2 separate regions of the Capsicum annuum genome follow, and region 1 is linked to region 2. A link is a contact called in public Hi-C data. All regions are on one chromosome and are shown on one strand. The core of a region is the stretch at or near the end of the contact, and the rest is flanking DNA. Distances in the headings are between cores, read along the strand shown. Region 1 holds the start of LOC107855330 (transcription termination factor MTEF18, mitochondrial). Region 2 holds the start of LOC107855297.

What was found. A called contact is a pair of places that touch in the nucleus more often than the background predicts.
Region 1: a contact with region 2 is called in a Hi-C map of leaf, with 6 times the contacts expected there. The contact joins the promoter of LOC107855330 here to the promoter of LOC107855297 in region 2. A contact is called at or near these places in 2 of 5 Hi-C or Micro-C datasets (both in leaf).

What each region holds. Positions count from the first base shown.
Region 1 is chr1:2,340,433-2,345,974 of UCD10Xv1.1, forward strand. LOC107855330 (transcription termination factor MTEF18, mitochondrial) reads left to right here and starts at 2,932. Exons shown (of 1, transcript XM_016700334.2): 1 at 2,932-4,629. The coding sequence starts at 2,932. The coding sequence ends at 4,629. It overlaps LOC107855332 (putative F-box protein At1g65770), which reads left to right and starts at 2,625. Exons shown (of 2, transcript XM_016700338.2): 1 at 2,625-2,862.
Region 2 is chr1:1,680,541-1,686,125 of UCD10Xv1.1, forward strand. LOC107855297 reads right to left here and starts at 3,753. Exons shown (of 8, transcript XM_016700288.2): 1 at 3,625-3,753; 2 at 1,222-1,423; 3 at 1,008-1,116; 4 at 803-885. The coding sequence starts at 1,070.

The DNA.
Region 1 (5,542 bases), core at 1,682-4,181, 660 kb after region 2:
TCTGGTAACATGAAGCTTCTTGTGGTAACATTCTCAATGTGCTGATTACCTTAAGTGGTCCGTTATTTTTCAGATATTGTGTGATGCATTCAACAGCACATCAAAAGGTTTTTCTTCGTTATTTGGTTTCATGGATTGATTTACGCTTATCATATTTTTTCGCATCATCCTTAGTGCCCTTGAGTTGCTGTCATGCAGAAGGTGCAGGCTAAGCCCCATTTGATTGCTGGCTCTGTTTAAGAGGGATTAAAATGTAGAAAAGCAACAGGTACTAAATTTTTCTTGCATTTAGTCTTCCGTGTTGTTACTACTTGTTAGATCCAGTTTGTTTACCGAACCTATGAATGATAATTGTATTCATTCTGTACGTTCTTTGAATTGATCATCTTCCAAAGGTTTGGTAATCAGGCTAGACCTGGAAACCTCCTTCCAGGTACACGGTTGTGTCTGCTTGTGGCAATAAATCACGAGCAGCAACAACATACCCAGTATATTCCCACAAAGTGGAAGGCGATGAACCACAAGACTAGTTGGAAATCCTACTCATCTTATGGTGATGAATCGCAGGACGTTTTAGGAAAGTGTAAGTTACTCATAAGTCCGCATTCATTCATGTCCCATACGGCTTTACTTGTTGCAGATAGGCGAGGCGAGAGGTCTTACTGCTGCGCGCGTAATGTTTTATCTTGAAACTCTAGATGCTTTGATGTTTTTTTGCACAAAAAGATTCAAGGTGTAATCCATGACACTTCACAAGTAATGCAAATCAAGAAGGAAATTAAATATGAGAAGATTGTTGTATATTGTGTTAAAATTTACGGATATGTGATTTCTTCTCATCTACTCGAGTCTGGACGGGTAAAGATATTTGATTCTCATTTTTGTGAGTACGTAAAATTATTCGGTACTTGTGTTGGTGGTAAGAAACAAGTCGCCGTGGAATATTTGAGGGGTAAATATTCGCAATGAATAGTTACACCAATTCAAATCTTAACACTATTTTTGTTACATGTTTCCAATTATTTTTCGTTTCTCTTGTTATTGTAATTTTTCGATTTTAAAAGTTGGTGCAATAAATAAAGATAACATATATTTGTACAAATTTCTACCCTTATAACTTAACTACAAAAATTTCAACTAGTTATGTATCTTTGTTGGATGTATCGGGAGCTAATTATGTATCTCAACAGACTCAAAATTGAAAAAGATATATTGGGAGCTAATTATGTATCTTCGTTGGATGTAGTATGTATCTCGACAGATTCAAAATAAAAAAAAAAATATCGGGAGTTAATTATGTATCTTTACAACGAAAAAAATGTATCTTCATTCGATGTATTTCGCCAAATCCAAAATTGGGATTTGCAGTAATTATGTAAAATATTAAAATTTTTAGTAATTAAACTTCAAACTACCGGAACAATAAATTTAATTCACAAAATAATTTAATCTATGTACAATATTATTATGTCGTAATAAATAAATATCATATAATAATAACGATAATGTCATATTCAATACCATAATTTAATAAGTGGGATTTGAAGATGATACTATATACGCAAATTTGAATTTTATATTTTGATTATTTAGTTTAAGTATATTTTGAGTTTGCACTCTTCTTCTTAGTTTTACTACTATACTTTATTTTATTTTTAAGGGTATAAATTTCGATAGTTTGGAGCTTGATTATAGAAAATTCTAACATTTTATATAATTATTGAAAATTCAGATTTTGGATCTGTCGAGACACATAATTAGCTCTCGATACATTCAAAAGAAGATACATAATTAGTTGAGATTTTTGCAATTACTTTGTAAGGGTGGAAATTTGTGTAAATCTAATAAGTTAAGGTGTATGTTTATATTATTTTTTCTTATTTTTAATTACTCTCTGCATCCCAATTTATATGTCACCATTTCTTTTTTGATCCATCCCAAAAAGAATGTCAGTAATTCTTATTTGATAGCTATTTAATGACATCATTCTCATTTTATCATCAGTGGGTCCCACTTATTAAGAAAAATCAACAAAAAAGTAAATATTAAAATAACTTTAAAAGCAACAATTTTGCAAACTTTACAAAGTCATCACTTATTTCTTAAACTCCATGCTTGGAATGGGACGGAGGTAGTACTTTTTTATTGTTCCACGGGCCAATCCAACCCATATTGCTTAAGTCTCACAAGCCAGTGGACCTATCCGAACCAGGCTAAAAAGCGGGACTTTGGATTAAAAAGGACTCCCAAGTTGTCCGATTAATTGGGAGTCCTCCAAGATTTTTAAATTAGGTGGGATGGACAACTTTTTCTTAATTTTTTTTTTAAAGTTTTTTCGTCCAAACAACTTGTCCCAGTTGTAGAACAACTTTGGTAGTTGTTCGACAACTTTGCGAAGTTGTTCAACAACTAGGCGCAGTTGTTGAACAACTAGGCATAGTTGTTCGACAACGGCACCTGGTTGTTGAACAACTAGGCATAGTTGTTCGACAAATGTGAGAAGTTGTTCAACAACTATCTCAATTGTTCAAAAGACTTATTTTTTTATTTTTAATAAACTTGCGGGACTCACTTATCCCCTTTTCTTAATTGGAAACTTGGGAGGTCTTTTGACTCATTTTTCTCCTAAGAAGCTGTATTCTTAAATGGGCCTTAAAAATCTAAGTCCAATCCTATCAAGTCATGGACCGGGTCGGGCTGACCCATATTGACGGGTCAATCAGTAAGACATAGCTTACCAGTCCTAAAACCCACAGCTGTTGCTGAAGTTGTGTACATTGGCAACTCTGGTCTGGTCTTCATACTAGGTTGTCACAATTTGTCAGAATTCAAAATCAACTCCCACACTCAATAGTCTTCAAGGTAAGGCATTTCTTGAAATTATTATTATACCAAGAAACATAGTATATTTCTTGAAATTATTTATTATCCATGAAGAACAATTTGCAGAAACTGACAACTCCATTAATTCTCAAATGGGGTTCTTCAGATTATTTATTTAACAATTTTAGAAAAGTTAGGTTTTATGCAACTAAAAATACTGCTAAAGCCAAATTAGTAGAAGAAAAAGAATGTGATATGCCTAGTGCAGTGAGGAAAGAAGCACAAACTGCTTTGCTAGAGTACTTGCATTCCACTAGAAGTTTGGAGTTTGTGGATGCTGAACATATGAGTAAAAACTCACCCTTATTTCTTGACAAGTTATTAGAAAGAATAGTGGATAGGGAAGCTGATGATATTCGGCGTTGTGTGACTCGATATTTGAGATACCATCCGATTAATGAATTCGAACCATTCTTTGAGAGCATTGGTCTGAAACTTTGTCAGTACGCGTCGTTTCTCCCTAGAGATGTGATGTATTTGAGTGATGATCAGAGGTTGTTGGATAGTTATCGCGTGTTGTGTAATTATGGTATTTCAAGAAATAAGATAGGAAGGATCTTTGCTGAAGCTCCGCAAGTTTTTAGGTATGATCCTGGAGTTGTCGAATTGAAACTTGCTTCTTTTCGCGGGTTTGGGCTAGATCAGTCTAATGTGGTTAAGCTTGTTAGTGCAAATCCACATCTTTTGCTTGGGAATGTACACGTGGAGTTTTTGAGAGTTGTTGGGAAGTTAAAGAGGATGGGAGTTGAATACAGGTGGATTGAGGAGCAATTGAATGGAAAGCCTATCAATTGGAGCCAGTTATTCGAGCTCATGTGTTTCTTGAATGGGTTGGGGTTGACTGATGAACGATTAGGGAAGTTAATTTTTCAAGTTCCTGGTCTTCTGTTTGATTGTTCTGGACGTCCTACATTTTCGCTAATTGGATTCTGCTTGAAATTTGGTTTTGAGAAGACCGAATTACTTGATGTATTTCTACACTTACCACAAATTCCAATAGCGGCATTTATTTTCAACACGAGGCAATGCTACCAGTTCTTGATTGAAATTGAGATGCCTGCCCTAGAGATAAGAAATATCCTTCATTCACACCCTACATTGCTAGGCTCATGTGTTTTGAAGAAAACTACAAGCTTGCTAACTATCCTGCATACGGGGAAGAAGCGGCTTTGTAGTGTGATCAAGGAGAATCCGGAATTTTTGAGGAATTTGGTTCGTGGAGCCAAAGTTGAAAGATTACCAGTAGCCGAGGAGGAGCTAAGATCCAAAATGATGAAAACTAAGTTCCTTTCGGACTTGGGTTTTGCTGAGAACTCGAGCGAAATGAAGAAAGCTCTCAAAGTATTTCGAGGAAAAGGGGTGGAGCTCCAAGAGAGGTTTGATTGTCTGGTAAATGCTGGTTTGGATCGAAAGCATGTTGCTTCAGTGCTGAAAATATATCCGCAAATACTCAACCAAAGGAAAGAGGTACTTGAGGCAAAGATTGATTTTCTATTGAATAGATTGGGTTTTCCAGTGTCTACTTTAATTTCATTTCCATCTTACCTCAACTACACAATTCCAAGAATCAGGCTTAGGCTTTCAATGTATAATTGGCTCAGAGATCAAGGAAAAGTGGACGCAACATTGGCTTTGAGCACTATCATAGCTTCCTCAGAGAAATTATTCATGAAGGTTTATGTAAGTCCTCATCCTAAAGGCCTTGAAGTCTGGCAAAATCTGAAAAGAGAGATATATCCTGTATAAGTGAGATATCATGAATGGTTCCATCTGATTACATTGGCAGCGGAAAGTTCAAAGCTTGAAGTCCATTTAAAGCGCAGTCTGCTGCTTAAGTTAGGATGAGTACCAGTTGTAAATGGTTTTAACTTTGAGTGAAACGAAAAGGAGCAGGCATCCAGGTAATGAATGGCCTTTCTAGTTGTATCATACTTGGATGTTCATATTACTGATCCATTCAAACTGGATTAAGGATTGTAATGTCCATGTTTGCTCTTGATGTCCACTATTCTTGATTTCACCTGTCTTTTCCAGTGACAATATATCTAACTGTTTTACACTTTTACTTACTATTGCTTTTTCTCCAAATCGGTATAACTGGTCTTGTAGTCAGTCGTTTTCTTGTGTTGGTAGTAGATGGCCATTTACTTTCGTCTGTCTTCATCGTATTAAGCCAACATAAACCCCATAGTGGTTTCAGTGACTGATAGGTATGGTAATAAAGGCTTCCAGGCGTTGTAGGCACTAGAATGGGTACTGGTAAAATTTTAAAATTCTTTGTCTTTGTTAGGGATTGTCTTCTTTATGAACTGTTCTACTACTTAGCATTGACCTCTCACTTGTTTATATGATTGGTAAAGTGAACAAAGGACCGTCTTACTTGTATTCGGGCCAAATACAAATTTTAGGAGAATAATGTTTTTCTTGTGCCAAGTGGAAGACTAAATTCCAGTATGTTGGGCGGATTTTAGTGCTTAGCATTCACTGCCATTCACAGAAAACCCCCTATTTGTGATTAACAGTGCATGCTCAATGTCCTCTATTTTTCATATTTGGAGTTTGACATTTCAGAAGATATTTAGTAATCATAAGATGTTAAAGAATGTTATTGACCACTTTTATGAACGTAACTTTGCAGGCCTTTCTGGTGTCAGATACA
Region 2 (5,585 bases), core at 2,503-5,002:
CGTTCCAATATGTTCTTTCTTGTTTTAAAAGCATGGACTGGAAGTGTCTTCATCTAGTGAAGAAAACTCCCACAGCAATATCTTGAAGGGTGTTCATATTTCCTACTCCAAATTTTTTCCTTTAATATATTTCTTTCTTTTTATAATGGCAGTATGCCAACTTACGCGCACCTCGACTAGTCCACCGAGTACCAGCTGCCTCTAACCAGCCAGGAACTAGGCAGCTCTGCCATCAAGGCATAGGCAGGTAAAAGAATTCATCTATGAGCCTCTGCAGGGATTCAACCTTTTGTTCTCAAGGAAGCAGATGAGAAGAACTTCCTGCTTTCTGTTTTCGTCTCTTATTTATCCACTCAACTATCCCCGATGGTTCTATTACCCAGTTGTGAAGAAGCAGTCACGATGCGACCTCTTACCAGAGGATTTTCATAATCAGAGACTGAAGCAAGTTCACATGTAGAGAGTTTGGGCGTATAGGGCAGTTTTATTATGCGAGCATGTCATAGTCCACCTTAGCACATTCTGCACATTCTATGAATGTGTAGAAAGACTCTATGTTTGACAAGTCACCGAAGGAAAATAAATAAATAAAACTTGGTGAAGCTTTTATGCTTTTGCTGGTGAACCCATGAGTTTAGTTTACATTGGCGAAGCTTTTATGCTCTTGGAACCTTTCTCAATGCCACAGGCAATAAATCGAGGTACAAACACATCAAAGAGGCAAACACACCAATACAATTGTGTTTAAAGAAACACCAAAAAAGAGTTGCACAAGGAATAAAGTGAGAGCATCAAAACATACTGAGCTTTTAAATGAGCTTCTCTTTCCTCCAAAGAAGCAATTTCTGACCGAAGAGATTCTACTTCTACAGCAGTTAAAACTACCTGTAAAGTCATGACAAACTCAGTGTTCCTTCACTTCATAAAGATAACAAATGAACTTGAGAACAACTAACTAGGCAATACCAAGTTAGATGGTTAGATGATTAGCAAGAGAAAGGTAGTACCTTTTTCTCACCATCTGAACCAGATATCCATGGTAGCTTCCTGGGGCTAAATAAATTCAACATTGACGCAGAACTTTTCAATTTTCTTCAAGTCGATCTATAAATGGATCTGTTCTAATAGGAATGAAGCGGAGAGAGAAAAGGTGAGATTAGTTTTGCAAAGATGACATCACCTTAAGAATGCTTAAGTTATACCTCAGAGAAAAAATAATACCTCCCAATCGATAGACAATTCTGGTCTCTAAATAAAGTTGTCACCAAATACTTAACATTGAAAATGATCTCTAAGAAATTCTAGTGCTCGAGGTATATCAAATGAAGTTTATAATTGGCAGCAAATCCTCACAAACCGGTAACTGGATAAATTGCAACCAGAGTTATTGTCAAATCAGCATTTCTAAGTCATAAACTGCAATCTGCACAATGAAGACAACATATACATGGCAATCAACATTCCTAGAAGTTTTACAAGTTCCTTCATTGCTGCATTACAATGAGAATACTTTTAAAGAGACTCAACAAATAGTTCAGAAAGCAACATAGGATTTCCCTGTCTCGGGAACAAAAGGTGTTGCATCTTGATTCTGACAATTGGTTCGGAGGTATTTTACCATCTATATAAAAGTGCCTTTCAAACAATGTAGCAGTCCCATGGCTTAGTTCAAATGGCAACGGGTTGAGGGAATTGTGAACTAAGACTGGTATTTAAGTAGAGTAAGGTAGAAGGCTGGACCTATTATCCCCGAGTATCAAAAGTTGTAGTTGGTTCTAAGGGTTGGGCCAAACAGACTTTTCGGTAATAAAAAGAGTAACATGACCTGCCATGGCCGAAATCCATAGCAGCCATCAAGAATCAGTAAATAATGGACATGCCTCAGATTTGGAATACAGAATTGTTTCTTGTAAGCATTGGCTTGCTTGGAAGCAATACAATGAGCCCGAAAGTTTTTTCAGTCGTTTGCATTAAGGATCAATTTTTTTATTGTACCTTGATGAGTTGAAGGAGGTGGAAGAAGTTTATAAATAGAGATCACATCCAATTGCAAAAGGAAATCATGAGAAGATAAAGAGGAAAAAGATTCAACTTTGCAACTCCGCATATAAAAGCAAAAGCAAGACCAATAGGTGGATCTACCTACCAACTTCCCATTGAAATCAGGAACCACACAAGGAAAAGCAATGCCAACGAAGCTGACTAACTGCTTTCACATCCCATATTGCTTTAAAGCTATGTCATTTTACCCATGTCAGCTATATGTTCTACCCCTCCCACTAGGAATGAGCCAATACCACATCTAGAGTTCTATTCCATTTTCGATAAGAAGGTAAGTTTTGAGCTTTACCTCAACCTCTGTCTTTCATAACTAAAGTTTCTAGAGTACCAACGTCGTACCATAAAATTTCCCCAAAAGTAACCTAAAAGCTATTACTAGTACTCAAATATGAATAAACATGATCGAGCATAATCCCGATGCGATCAATCAATTAACTACCTCACAATCACAAATCAGTTGCGGTCAGCTGTACAAGTCAACAGACGATTCATTAACCATTGTTACGCTAGTTACTGACCTAGTGCAATCCTGCCATGCTTGGACCAGCTACACTTTGCAGGTGAAGTCAACCCCCATTACTATCCAGGTAAAAGCAACACACACGAGAAATTCAACTAAATAAAGATGGAAGTTAGATTTTTTTTCCAGTGCAAATCCAAATAAAAAAAAGCAACCTAGGAACAAAATTTCTTCTAAAAATCCAACGAAGAGATGTGCCTAAGGGTGTGACCTATCAGTCAATAAATCTAGACAAAACACTAACTGATTTCTTCTCATTCGTTCTAGCTTTCGTAGACAGAGTTACCTGACACTTGTTGTTGGTTCTGGTGGGAGGGATTTATGGATTTAATCGAGGTGCACGCAAGTTGGCTTGAACAACACAATTCAAAAACACACCTAAAGTATTTCGATTTTTTGAGTTTCGTATATGAACTATCACGGACTATTTATCAAAATACACCTCAACTATAAACTGTTCACTTTTCCTACCTGAAACTCAAAAAATTGATAGTTGAAGTGTGTTTTTATTAATAGTCCATGATAGTTCAGTTAGCAAATTCACATACCTGATAGTTCAGGTACGAAACTCAATAAACCGGGATACTTTAGATGTGTTTCTCACCCTTCAGTCATATTTTTTTTACAATAGCTCAGGTAGGAAACTCACGTGAATAAACCGAGATAGTTTACATGTGTTTCTCACCCTTCACTCATAAAAAATCTAACAATTCTAGCTTAGAATTTCTGGAATCACAGGCACTAGTACTAAAAGCCAAACCAGCTCTACATAACTATCTTCATTCTATTCCTATAAAAGAAACATTAAACATGAAATTCAGCTTGAATAATGGAAAAATAAGTCTAAAGGCAAAGCAAATTAGGACAACTTGTAGTAAAGTTGAAGTCTTTACACAGATTAACTCAAATTAGTACATGAAAACAAAGCAGAAACAGCTCTTAAACATTATCAAGGTTCATCTAACTTGTACTAGGAAAATTATTAAAGTAAAACTACTGAAAAATCTTAATTAATCGAAGATAAAAGGAAGAAAAATTGGAACCTGTACAATTGATTTAGGGGTAAACGACAGGTATGGAGGAGACGAAGACGTGCTGTAAGCTTTGTTTAGTCTGTTAAATTTATTTTATGTTCCATTGGGATAAAATTATATAGTAATAATCTATTTTGTATTTTTTTATTTGGGATTATATTTTTTTCTTATATTAAGGATGGAGTAATGGAAAAATAAAATAAATATAACTAGTTTATCATATTTTTATAAAGTACGTAATTATAAATATTTTAATTAATTATATATTTTTCTTGGATATATCGAAAATTAATTACATATTTTGATAAATTTAAAATTTAAAAAATATATTAGACGTTAATTATGTATCTTTATTAAGAAAAAAATGTATCTTCGTTGAATGTATTATGTATTTTGACAGGTATAAAATCGCAAAAAAAATATCGGGAGCTAATTATGTATCTTTACGAAGAAAAAAAGGTATTTCGATAGATTTAAAATTGAGATTTTTTATAATTAAGTTTTAAATTATCAGAATTTATATTGTTAATTTTGAGATGATTAATAAATAATTAGTTTTCCAACTAAAAGAGAGCCTTTTTTGGCTTTATTTAGGTGTTTTTAAAGAGAACCAATAATTTGTGATTGCTGTTGGTAAGTCATCATCATTTTTTTGTCCTTGTTATCTATGATTTCTTCGTCTCACTGTTTTTGATGTGTCAGGATTAAATTATTTTTGAAATTTTAAGGATAATTTGATAAGTAGATTAAATTATTATTATTATTGTTATTTGGTATGTAGTTAAATTATTTTTAAAATTTTAAAAATATTTTGATAAGTAGACTAAATTATTATTATTATTACTTGGTAATTATTTTTGAAAAATTAAGGATAGTTTGATAAGTAGACGAAATTATTATTCTTATTTGGTACGTACATTAAATTATTTTGAAAATTTCAAGAATAGTTTGGTAAGTAGACTAAATTAATTGTTATTGTTGTTTGGTATATAAATTAAATTATTCAGGATTTTAATCTTTGAATTATTTTATATTATATGGAAGGTGGAATAAAATAGTCTTTGATGGGATAAGATTAATTATCTAAGATTAAATTTGGTATTAGCTTTATATCATATTTGATTGATGGTATAAATTAATCTCGGAATAAATTAATATCCTCAACCAAACATAATATAAATTTTATCTACGGAATATCACAAATTTATTCCTGAAATATCCCACTTTATACCTCTCCATATAATTCAGAGATTATAATTATTGAGATAAACAAAAAAAATGCTTTTTGAATATAAGAAACTTAACTTAGATAATAAAAAATCCAAATAGAAGAGTTATCACATTAGTTTTTCAAATGGAAGTTAAAAACTTTAATGTTTGAAACTATTAAAAAATTATCGTAAGTTATAGTAATTTTTACTTGCATCGCAAAAAGCTTACCTTAGTCTAGTCATTGTTGTACAAATATTTTAAAAAAAAAATGGAAAGAAAAATTGAACAATCGCGATTTATGAATTTCTATTCTCAAAATATCATTTATAGTTAGAAAAGTTAATTATATATCTTTTGCTTCGAGAACAATCGTATTGACACCTTCACAATCCGCCTTTTTTGTGGTTCGAGCTCTTGAAGTCATACTTCTATAGTTAAAAATACCAAGCTAGCTCTTATTGCTAGATCTTTTTCTCCAAAACATAACATTAACCGACATTACTGTATCAGCAAGGTGGATCTAGGGAGGGTAAATGTACACACCATCAGCGAATTGCATAATTCAATTGTAGTTTTAGCATCATCTATGATATAACTCGAAAAAAAAACTTGTCTCAAGAGATCCCTTTTAACAAAGAAATAGAATTCAAGCTAAACCATTAGCTATTTTGTTCAAACATCAAAGTATATATATATGAAAAAAATCGACATGATCCAACATAGTTAAGAAGAATTCCATCAGATCTATCTCTCATGAA